2 separate regions of the Pan troglodytes genome follow, and region 1 is linked to region 2. A link is a contact called in public HiChIP or PLAC-seq data. All regions are on one chromosome and are shown on one strand. Each heading gives the region's core, a stretch centred on a gene start, on an enhancer-like site or on the middle of the called end of the contact. The rest is flanking DNA. Distances are from core to core; before and after follow the strand shown. Region 1 holds the start of UBTF (upstream binding transcription factor). Region 2 holds the start of GRN (granulin precursor).

What was found. HiChIP or PLAC-seq counts read pairs in DNA pulled down with a chosen protein or histone mark.
Region 1: an H3K4me3 HiChIP or PLAC-seq map of stem cell-derived excitatory neurons shows a contact between it and region 2, with 3 times the contacts expected there. The contact joins the promoter of UBTF here to the promoter of GRN in region 2. A contact is called at or near these places in 1 of 7 Hi-C or Micro-C datasets (stem cell-derived neural progenitor cells) and 1 of 1 datasets of contacts at active chromatin or transcription factors (stem cell-derived excitatory neurons).

Annotation. Positions count from the first base shown.
Region 1 is chr19:23,674,465-23,678,440 of NHGRI_mPanTro3-v2.0_pri, reverse strand. UBTF (upstream binding transcription factor) reads right to left here and starts at 1,377. Exons shown (of 20, transcript XM_054671405.2): 1 at 388-1,377.
Region 2 is chr19:23,554,282-23,558,553 of NHGRI_mPanTro3-v2.0_pri, reverse strand. GRN (granulin precursor) reads left to right here and starts at 2,639. Exons shown (of 13, transcript XM_016931655.3): 1 at 2,639-2,880.

The sequences.
Region 1 (3,976 bases), core at 128-2,627, 120 kb before region 2:
CGACGCCGGGGCAGCGAGTCGCCAGACAAAGCCCGAGATGGCGAAGCGGAGCGACGGCTAATGGCGAGCCCCACGCGCCGCGCTCCGCCCGCCCCGCTCCGCCCGCCCGCCCGCCCGCCTCGGCGCAGCGCAGCGCCGCTCCGAGCGCTTGCCCGTCAGAGCCGCCTCGGCGCCGCCGCCTCCCGGGCCACCCCGGCCTCGCCTGGCCCCTCCGCCTCCTCCGGGCGGCTCAGCCTCACCCCTTCCCTCCCACTGCTCTAGGGGTTGCACAAAAAAAATTTTTTTTTTTTTTTTTTAAAAGAAAAATGGTTTTCGTCTTTTTTTTTTCTTTTTGCAGGGCGGGCATGTTGAGACTTTTGGATATTTCTGCCCCCAGCTCGCACTCACCTGCGGAGCCGCCGGGAGGGCTAGGGGTGGGGGCGCGCGGGGCTGGAGCCGGCGAGCGCGGGTTGAAAGCCAGCCAAGCTCTGCAGCGCCCGACCCGGGCGTGTACGCCGCCGCCAGTCCCCGCAGAGAAATCGTCCTCCTACCCCCGCCTCCATCGCTCTGCGTTTCTCTTCCAATCAGCCGGTCGCTTGGTGGCTCCTCCATTCTCCGGCCAAGCCCAGCTGCCTAGAGCGAGCTCCACTCCTCCATCTGTTCGCCGGGGTCCTCGCTCCCCTGCCGGGGCCGGCGAGACGGCGTGAGGCCGGAGGGGTATTTGCAAGGAAACCTGCCTGCTTCCCGCTCCCATTGCTCCATCCCCGCTGCCTCCTGCCTCCTGCTTCTCTCCTGCGTCTTTCCAACTCTCCCCTGTCGCCACTGGTGTGTGTCTGAGTGTGTGCGCGGTTTTTTTTTTTTAATTGCTCTTTGCTTTTGCAACCCTGAAGCAAAAGGGAGGGGGGGGGGTAGTTACAGGAAAAAAAAAAAGCGAGAAAGAAGCTCTTAGATTTGCAACACATCGGAAAACCGGGGGAGCACCCCGCCTTATCCGATCTCCATGCTCCGCAAGGGCCTTCCGGGTTTTAGGACAAGCTTCTCAATGTCCCCTGTTTCGCTGGGTTTAGGATCCGAGGAGTCCGAGCAAAAAGTTCTCCCCCTGGGTCGTAGTGACGGGTGTCGGGGTGGGAGTTGCGGGGATTTTTCAAGAAGCAGCAGCTACCCCGGCGTCGGTCACTGGGCCGGGGTAGGGGAAAGAGCAAAATCCCAGTGGGTTTGCGCGAGGGATCTTCTAGGGTCGAGGCGGGTGTGGGGGGAGTTGGAACCGGGAGACACCGCTTGGCGCATCTCTCCCTCGGTCTCTACCTCCTGTCCTATGCCAGCTCCCCCTTTAATTTTTTTCCTCTCCTTTAATCTAATTTCTTCCAACTCCACCTTTGTTGTTACCGGCGTCACACCCGGACCAGCCAATCCCCGCCACGCAATCAGCTTGTCAAAAAGCCTCGGCCATCCCTAGGAAAGCAGGCCGCAGGCGCTGCCCCCCCGGCGGCGGCGGGCAGCCGCGAGGGGAGCCCAGCACCCGGTTCTCGCTGCCCCGGGTGGCAGCGGGGCAGCCTCCGACAAGACGTCCCTTGGTTCACTGTCCTGCAGGCCGGGGATGAAAGGCCTGGACAGGGTCCACCACCCACTCTCCCACTGCCACGGCCGTGGTTGACTGTCTTTGCCTCCCCTTTTCAGAGGAAAGGTTATCAGGACAGGACGCAGGGAGCCAGAAGACCATCTGAAGGAAGCCCGCTTCCTGGGGCAGCGCCATTGCTCCTGGCTCTCAGGCTGCCAGTCTCCCACACCGACGCTCTACTGCCCGCATCTCGGCCAGCTGGGTCACCCAGCCCCTTTCGACTCTCCCCTGGCACGCAGCCTTCTCCTTCACTCGGCCTGCCTCGCTGCTGCTGTAATTCCTCTTGTCTCCTGGGAGAAATGAGATTGTTTTCCCAGGACTTCCACATCCCACTTCTGTCACGTTTCACAAACAGGGAGGAAGCCCTGTCAAGATCTGGTGTGTCCTGTTTTTTTTTTTTTTTTTTTTTTTTTTTTCCCCAGAGGGCACTGGCATGTAGGAGAAGCGGATTTACCACTAGTAGATGTTAATGAAATTTCAGCTTCTAGGCCCCTAACTTGCAGGACCTGCCCAAGGCCCTGAACTTAATTTTGTTTTCATCATTTGGTATTTTTTTGTCAAAAGAGCCACCGACCACCTCCCCGCTACCCCAGAACTGCACGTGTTTCTGGCCCTACAAACCCAGATCGTCCCTTGGAATATACACAGGGCAATTTGTGTAGGATCACACTGCGCTAAAAGTGAGGCATGGTGGGCTAGGCGCACCGGCTCACACCTGTAATCCCAGCACTTTGGGAGACCAAGACAGGAGGTCTTAAGTGATTAAGCCCAGGAGTTCGAGATCAGCTTAGACAACATAGCAAGATGCTGCCTCTACAAACACACACACCCCCTATTATAATATGTCAAAAAAAAAAAAAAAGGAAAAGTGAGGCATAGAACTGACTTTATTGTTTTGACTAGGAAAGAGCAAAGGGTTTGGAATCAAAAGTCCCAACTTCCCCACCTTCTTAATAGTGTGTGAATCTGAGTGCCTTATTAACCTTCCCTGGTCCCAGTTTCGTATCTGTAAAGTTAGAATAGCAATCCTGTTTAATTTGCTTCTCTCACCAGGGATCAGAAGGTCAAATGAGATGATGTATGTAAAATTGTAAAGTCCTCCACAGATGGCACTTGCCACATTACAGAGAACTTGAGACCCCCCCCCACCAATAATGTTCCAAATCTTCCACATGCAGATCTGGAGTCCAGGTGTCCTGGCTCCTGGCCCTGAACTTTTTGGCTGGGCCAAGGGGCTTTTCGGTAAAGTGCTTTGGAATAAAACAGGATGAACATGAATCATAAGAATGAGTATTTATTGATTCCTTGGGCAGCAAAAACTATGGCTGGCACCCTTCCCACTTGGAAACGAATTGGCTTGTTTTACATCTAGTTCGTCTGTGGTGAGGTCAGGAGTCCAAGACTTGGGCTAACGGCCAGAGTATGAGGAATCTGCCCTTGGCCCTTTTTCTTTGCCCCCTTTCCCAGTTCATCTCCCTCCCCACCCTCCAGCCTTCTGGCATGTGCCTTGAAGCAGAGCGCTGGCATTCAATAACCCCAGCCCAGGCTGGTGACAAAGCGGGATCCTAGCTACACAATTTCCACTTGGCCTCAGTATTTCCCCAGGTTGCCAGCATCCAAGCACCAGCTTATATAAAACCCCCAGAGTGCCTGGAATGCGTTAACCAAAGTGTGGTACTTAAATTACCAGTCTACAGGGAGTAATTTTAGATGGTATACCAATATTTTCAGATTTATATATTTTAATGTGTATTGGAAATGTTTTGTTTTTAAATTTTTATTTAAGATGGTATAAAGACACACGTTTTTGGGCCAAGAATGTTATTGTCCCTTGTTACTTTTTTTTTTTTTTTTTTCCTTGGGACTGAGTTTCGCTCTTATTGACCAGGCTGGAGTGCAATGGCGCGATCTTGGCTCACCTCAACCTCCGCCTCCTGGGTTCAAGCGATTCTCCTGCCTCAGCCTCCCAAGTAGCTGGGATTACAGGCATGCACCACCACGCCCAGCTAATTTTGTAATTTTAGTAGAGATGGGGTTTCTCCACGTTGGTCAGGCTGGTCTCGAACTCCCGACCTCAGGTGATCCGCCCACCTTGGCCTCCCAAAGTGCTGAGATTACAGGCGTGAGCCACTGCGCCCGGCCTGTCCCTTGTTATTTTTTTATTGCTGTGTAAGTCAGAGATAGTAAAGTACACATACTTTAAGTATACAACTTTTTTTTTTGAGACAGAGCTTTGCTCTTGTCACCCAGACTGGAGTGCAATGGCACGATCTTGGCTCACTGCAACCTCCACCTCCCTGGTTCAAGCAATTCTGCCTCAGCCTCCCGAGTAGCTGGGATTACAGGCATGCGCCACCACGACCAGCTAATTTTTTTGTA
Region 2 (4,272 bases), core at 1,390-3,889:
AGGAGAATTGCTTGAACCCAGGAGGCAGAGGTTGCAGTGAGCCAAGATCGTGCCACTGCACTCCAGCTTGAGTGTTGGAGTGAGACTCTGTCTCAAACAAATGAAAAGAAACAAACAAAAAAGAAATGAGATACTGATACCTGCTATGTGATAAGCTTTGAAAACATTATGCTAAGTGAAAGAAGCCAGCTGCAGATCACATATTATAAAATTTCATTTATATGGAATATCCAAACTATAGAGGTAGAAAGTAGATCAGTGGTTGCCTAGGGTTAGGGAGGGTGACTGCTAAAGGACACAAGGCTGCCTTCTGTGGTGATAAAAATGGTCTTAAACTGATTGTAATGATGCTGCATAACTCTCTTAAGACACTAAAAACCATTGAGTTGTACACTTTAATTTTTTTGTGTTGGGGGGGTGGGGATGGAGTCTCGCTCTGTTGTCCAGGCTGGAATGCAGTGGCACGATCTCGGCTTACTGCAACCTCTGCATCCCGGGTTCAAGCGATTCTCCTGCCTCGGCCTCCTGAGTAGGGAATTACAGACCTGGTTATCATGGCACCTTACCCTTCTGATGTTAAAAAAAAAAAAAAAGAGAGTGAGAGAGAGAGAGAGAAACATTTGTGAAGTAGGTTGTTGAGTCTCAGCACTATTGACCTTTTGGGCAGGATACTTCTTTGTTGTGGGGGATTGTTCTGTGTGTCGTGTGATGTTTAGTGGGATTGCTGGCCCTTACCTACCAGATGCCAGTGTCCCTCCACCCTGAGTTGTGACAACCCAGATTGTCTCCAGACACTCCTAAATGTCCCTGGCCGGCAAAATTGCCACTGCTCAAGAATCACGGCTTTGACGATTAGACTTTGTGATATTTGTTTCAGTCTGTTTAGGTTTTTTTTCTTCTACCTGTATTTTTTTCTGGTTCTGGGTGGTTGTAATTAGTAGGTTATTGATCGATTCACCTAACATTTCATGAAAGTTTCATGTGTGTGTGTGTCTCAGTAGAAGCATAAACTATACTCCCTAGTCTCAAGATACACAGAAAGGAAAATAAGCACAAATGTGTCACCAGGGCACAGACTAGTACTAGGTCCTCAGCAGGCCAGGTGTCTTATCCGCTGTCTGGGTCTGCTCTAGCTCCAGGCTTAGAACCCCTGCCACACGACTCCACAGCTCGGTTGGCACCCTTTCCCTCCTCCGACTTCTGCTGCCTCGAGCTTGGTTAGCCATCCCCCTGCCCCTGCCTCATCCTCAGCTCCAGTTCCTTGCTCAGGCTGCAGCAGTCTCCATCCCCTGTGCAGACACTGCCGTTCCTCCACGGCCCAGTATCAGGCTTTCCCTGGGCCTCTCCTCTCTCCTGGCCCATCTCCCATCACCCATCTCTGCCTGGCCCAGGCCCTTTGGCACCAAGCAGGCTGACTCTTGTCACTGGCTAATCTGTTCTGTGGTACATTTTCTCTCCTCACCCTCCCATATCAATTCCTCGAAGGCAGGGCCGATCTGGAGACTAGGAAGCCACTTCTCTTTCGACAGCCCCCACCACAGCCCAGCCCGTGCCAGGCACCCAGCAGCTCCTGAAGCCCACTGGCATTGAACATGGCATTCAATCCCTGCCAAGCCTGCCCTTCCCATCTGGTTTCCCAGGGCTCTTCCCAACACCTCCTCCTCCACCTGCCAGTTAAAATCTTCCCAGACTCAGCTCAAGGAGATGCTCCTAAGGTGGAATGAAATCTCTTCTTCCCCACCTGGAGACAATCTACTTCCTGTCCCTACACCTGGCAACTGGCGCACAACCTTGTATCTTAAATTAGATTCAGCCTGAGACAGTCTCCCACCAATCCCTGCTCCCTGTCCTGCTGAGCACCTTGAGGAAAGGGCTTTGGGGCTGTTTATCTTTGTCCTGGAAACCATCCTTCAACTCACTCTGGGGCCTGCCTAGCATGTCATCCGAGTTTGGAGAATAGGGCAGAATAGGGCAGGACAGGACAGGACAAGACAGGGCAGGATAGGATAGGAGCGAGCCAGCCCAGTAGCTCACACTTGTAATCCCAGCGCCTTGGGGGGCTGCGGTAGGAGAATCGCTTTGGGAGCAGGAGTTGCAGGCCGCAGTGAGCTATGATCAGCTTGGGCGACTGAGCGAGACCCTGTCTCTAAAACAAACACACAAGTCCGGGCGCGGTGGCTCATGCCTGTAATCTTAGCACTTTGGGAGGCCGAGGTGGGCGGATCACGAGGTCAAGAAATCGAGACCATCCTGGCCAACATGGTGAAACCCCGTCTCTACTAAAAATACAAAAATTAGCTGGACGTGGTGGTGCGCGTCTGTAGTCCCAGCTACTCGGGAGGCTGAGGCAGGAGAATCGCTTGAACCCGGGAGGCAGAGGTTGCAGTGAGCCGAGATCGTGCCACTGCACTCCAGCCTGGCGACAGAGTGAGACTCCGTCTCAGAACAAACAAACAAACAAAATGATAGAAAGGGGAGCACAAATATTCCCAATTCATAACACTCCCTCGCACTGTCAATGCCCCAGACACGCGCTATCATCTCTAGCAAACTCCCCCAGGCGCCTGCAGGATGGGTTAAGGAAGGCGACGAGCACCAGCTGCCCTGCTGAGGCTGTCCCGACGTCACATGATTCTCCAATCACATGATCCCTAGAAATGGGGTGTGGGGCGAGAGGAAGCAGGGAGGAGAGTGATTTGAGTAGAAAAGAAACACAGCATTCCAGGCTGGCCCCACCTCTATATTGATAAGTAGCCAATGGGAGCGGGTAGCCCTGATCCCTGGCCAATGGAAACTGAGGTAGGCGGGTCATCGCGCTGGGGTCTGTAGTCTGAGCGCTACCCGGTTGCTGCTGCCCAAGGACCGCGGAGTCGGACGCAGGTAGGAGAGCGGCCGCGCAGACCTCTCGCCTGCTCCTGCCCAGGGGCCCGGCCAGGGCCATGTGAGCTTGAGGTTCCCCTGGAGTCTCAGCCGGAGACAACAGAAGAACCGCTTACTGAAACTCCTTGGGGGTTCTGATACACTAGGGGGAGTTTTATGGGAAAGAGGAAGCAGTAATTGCAGTGACGCCCCGTTAGAAGGGGCTTTCTACCTCCCCAGCATTCCCCCAAAGCAGGGACCACACCATTCTTGACCCAGCTCCACCCCTGTCGGTAGGTGCTGGCTTCTTCCCCTCTCCTGGTGGTGGTGGGTGGTTCCCGCGGCGGCCTGGAGCCGGAGGGGCGCGCGACCCTGGGCTGGGAGCTCCGAGGGCCTGGGAACGAGACCTGAGACCTTGGCTTCTCGAAGGTAGTAGGGACTTGGGAGTGGTGACTGAACCTGGTCTGGCTCCTCCTTACTTCCTCTTGTTGCGGGTGGGACGAGCTAGCTTCCGCCTCTCCCAGCCACTTTTTCCTGCTCATTTGCAGCTAGGTTGGCTCCCCTTTTGGGAATTTCCTCTCCCCTTGGCACTCGGAGTTGGGGGGTGCCACCTAGTGGAAGATAACGGAGCTAGGGTCTTGAAGAGGCTGCTGTCCCCTCTGGCTGTTTTGGCGGTGTAGGGTGGCATGAGAGACTGCGACTCGCCTCCTCATCCCTGTTTCTGTATGCGTGTGCGTGTATTCAGTAGAAGCATACACTATACTCCCTCAATTGAGGGTAAACAGGAGGGGCCACATGCACAGGTAACTCACCAGGGAGCCGAACACTCCTGTGCAGACAGACTCCCCTTCCCCGCAAGCCATGGCAGCGGACAGCCTGCTGAGAACACCCAGGAAGCAGGCGGTGCCAGCTGCAGGTGCTTTGCCTGGGAGCTGTGGGGCTGAGGAGAGGGTCCACTGTCCAGGACCAGTGAACTTCATCCTTATCTGTCCAGGAGGTGGCCTCTTGGGGATGCTGAGTTAGGGGAGGGGCACTTGAGGAAAGCCAGGTGGAGCAGAGAGGATGTGAGTGACTGGGTGGGTGAGATTTCCTGCCCCTCCCCCCGCAGTGGTATCCACACCTAGACTCGTGGGGTAACTGAGGCACAGACAGAGAGCAACTTCTCAGGCCCTCACAGTTGGCAATTCTAGGATTAGGACCCAAGTGCGATTTCCAGGCAGTCCCTGTACCCTGTTTCTGTTGTACCTGTTGCACCATTCCCAGGCACTGCCCATCGTGCCACTAGTGATATGAACCCAGGTCCAATACGCTCTGGGGCCATCAAAGCCTGACGTCACCATGACCTGATGTGTGACATGTTATAGGTGTCCCTTGGTATCTTCACGGAACTGGTTCCAGGACCCCAAAATCTGT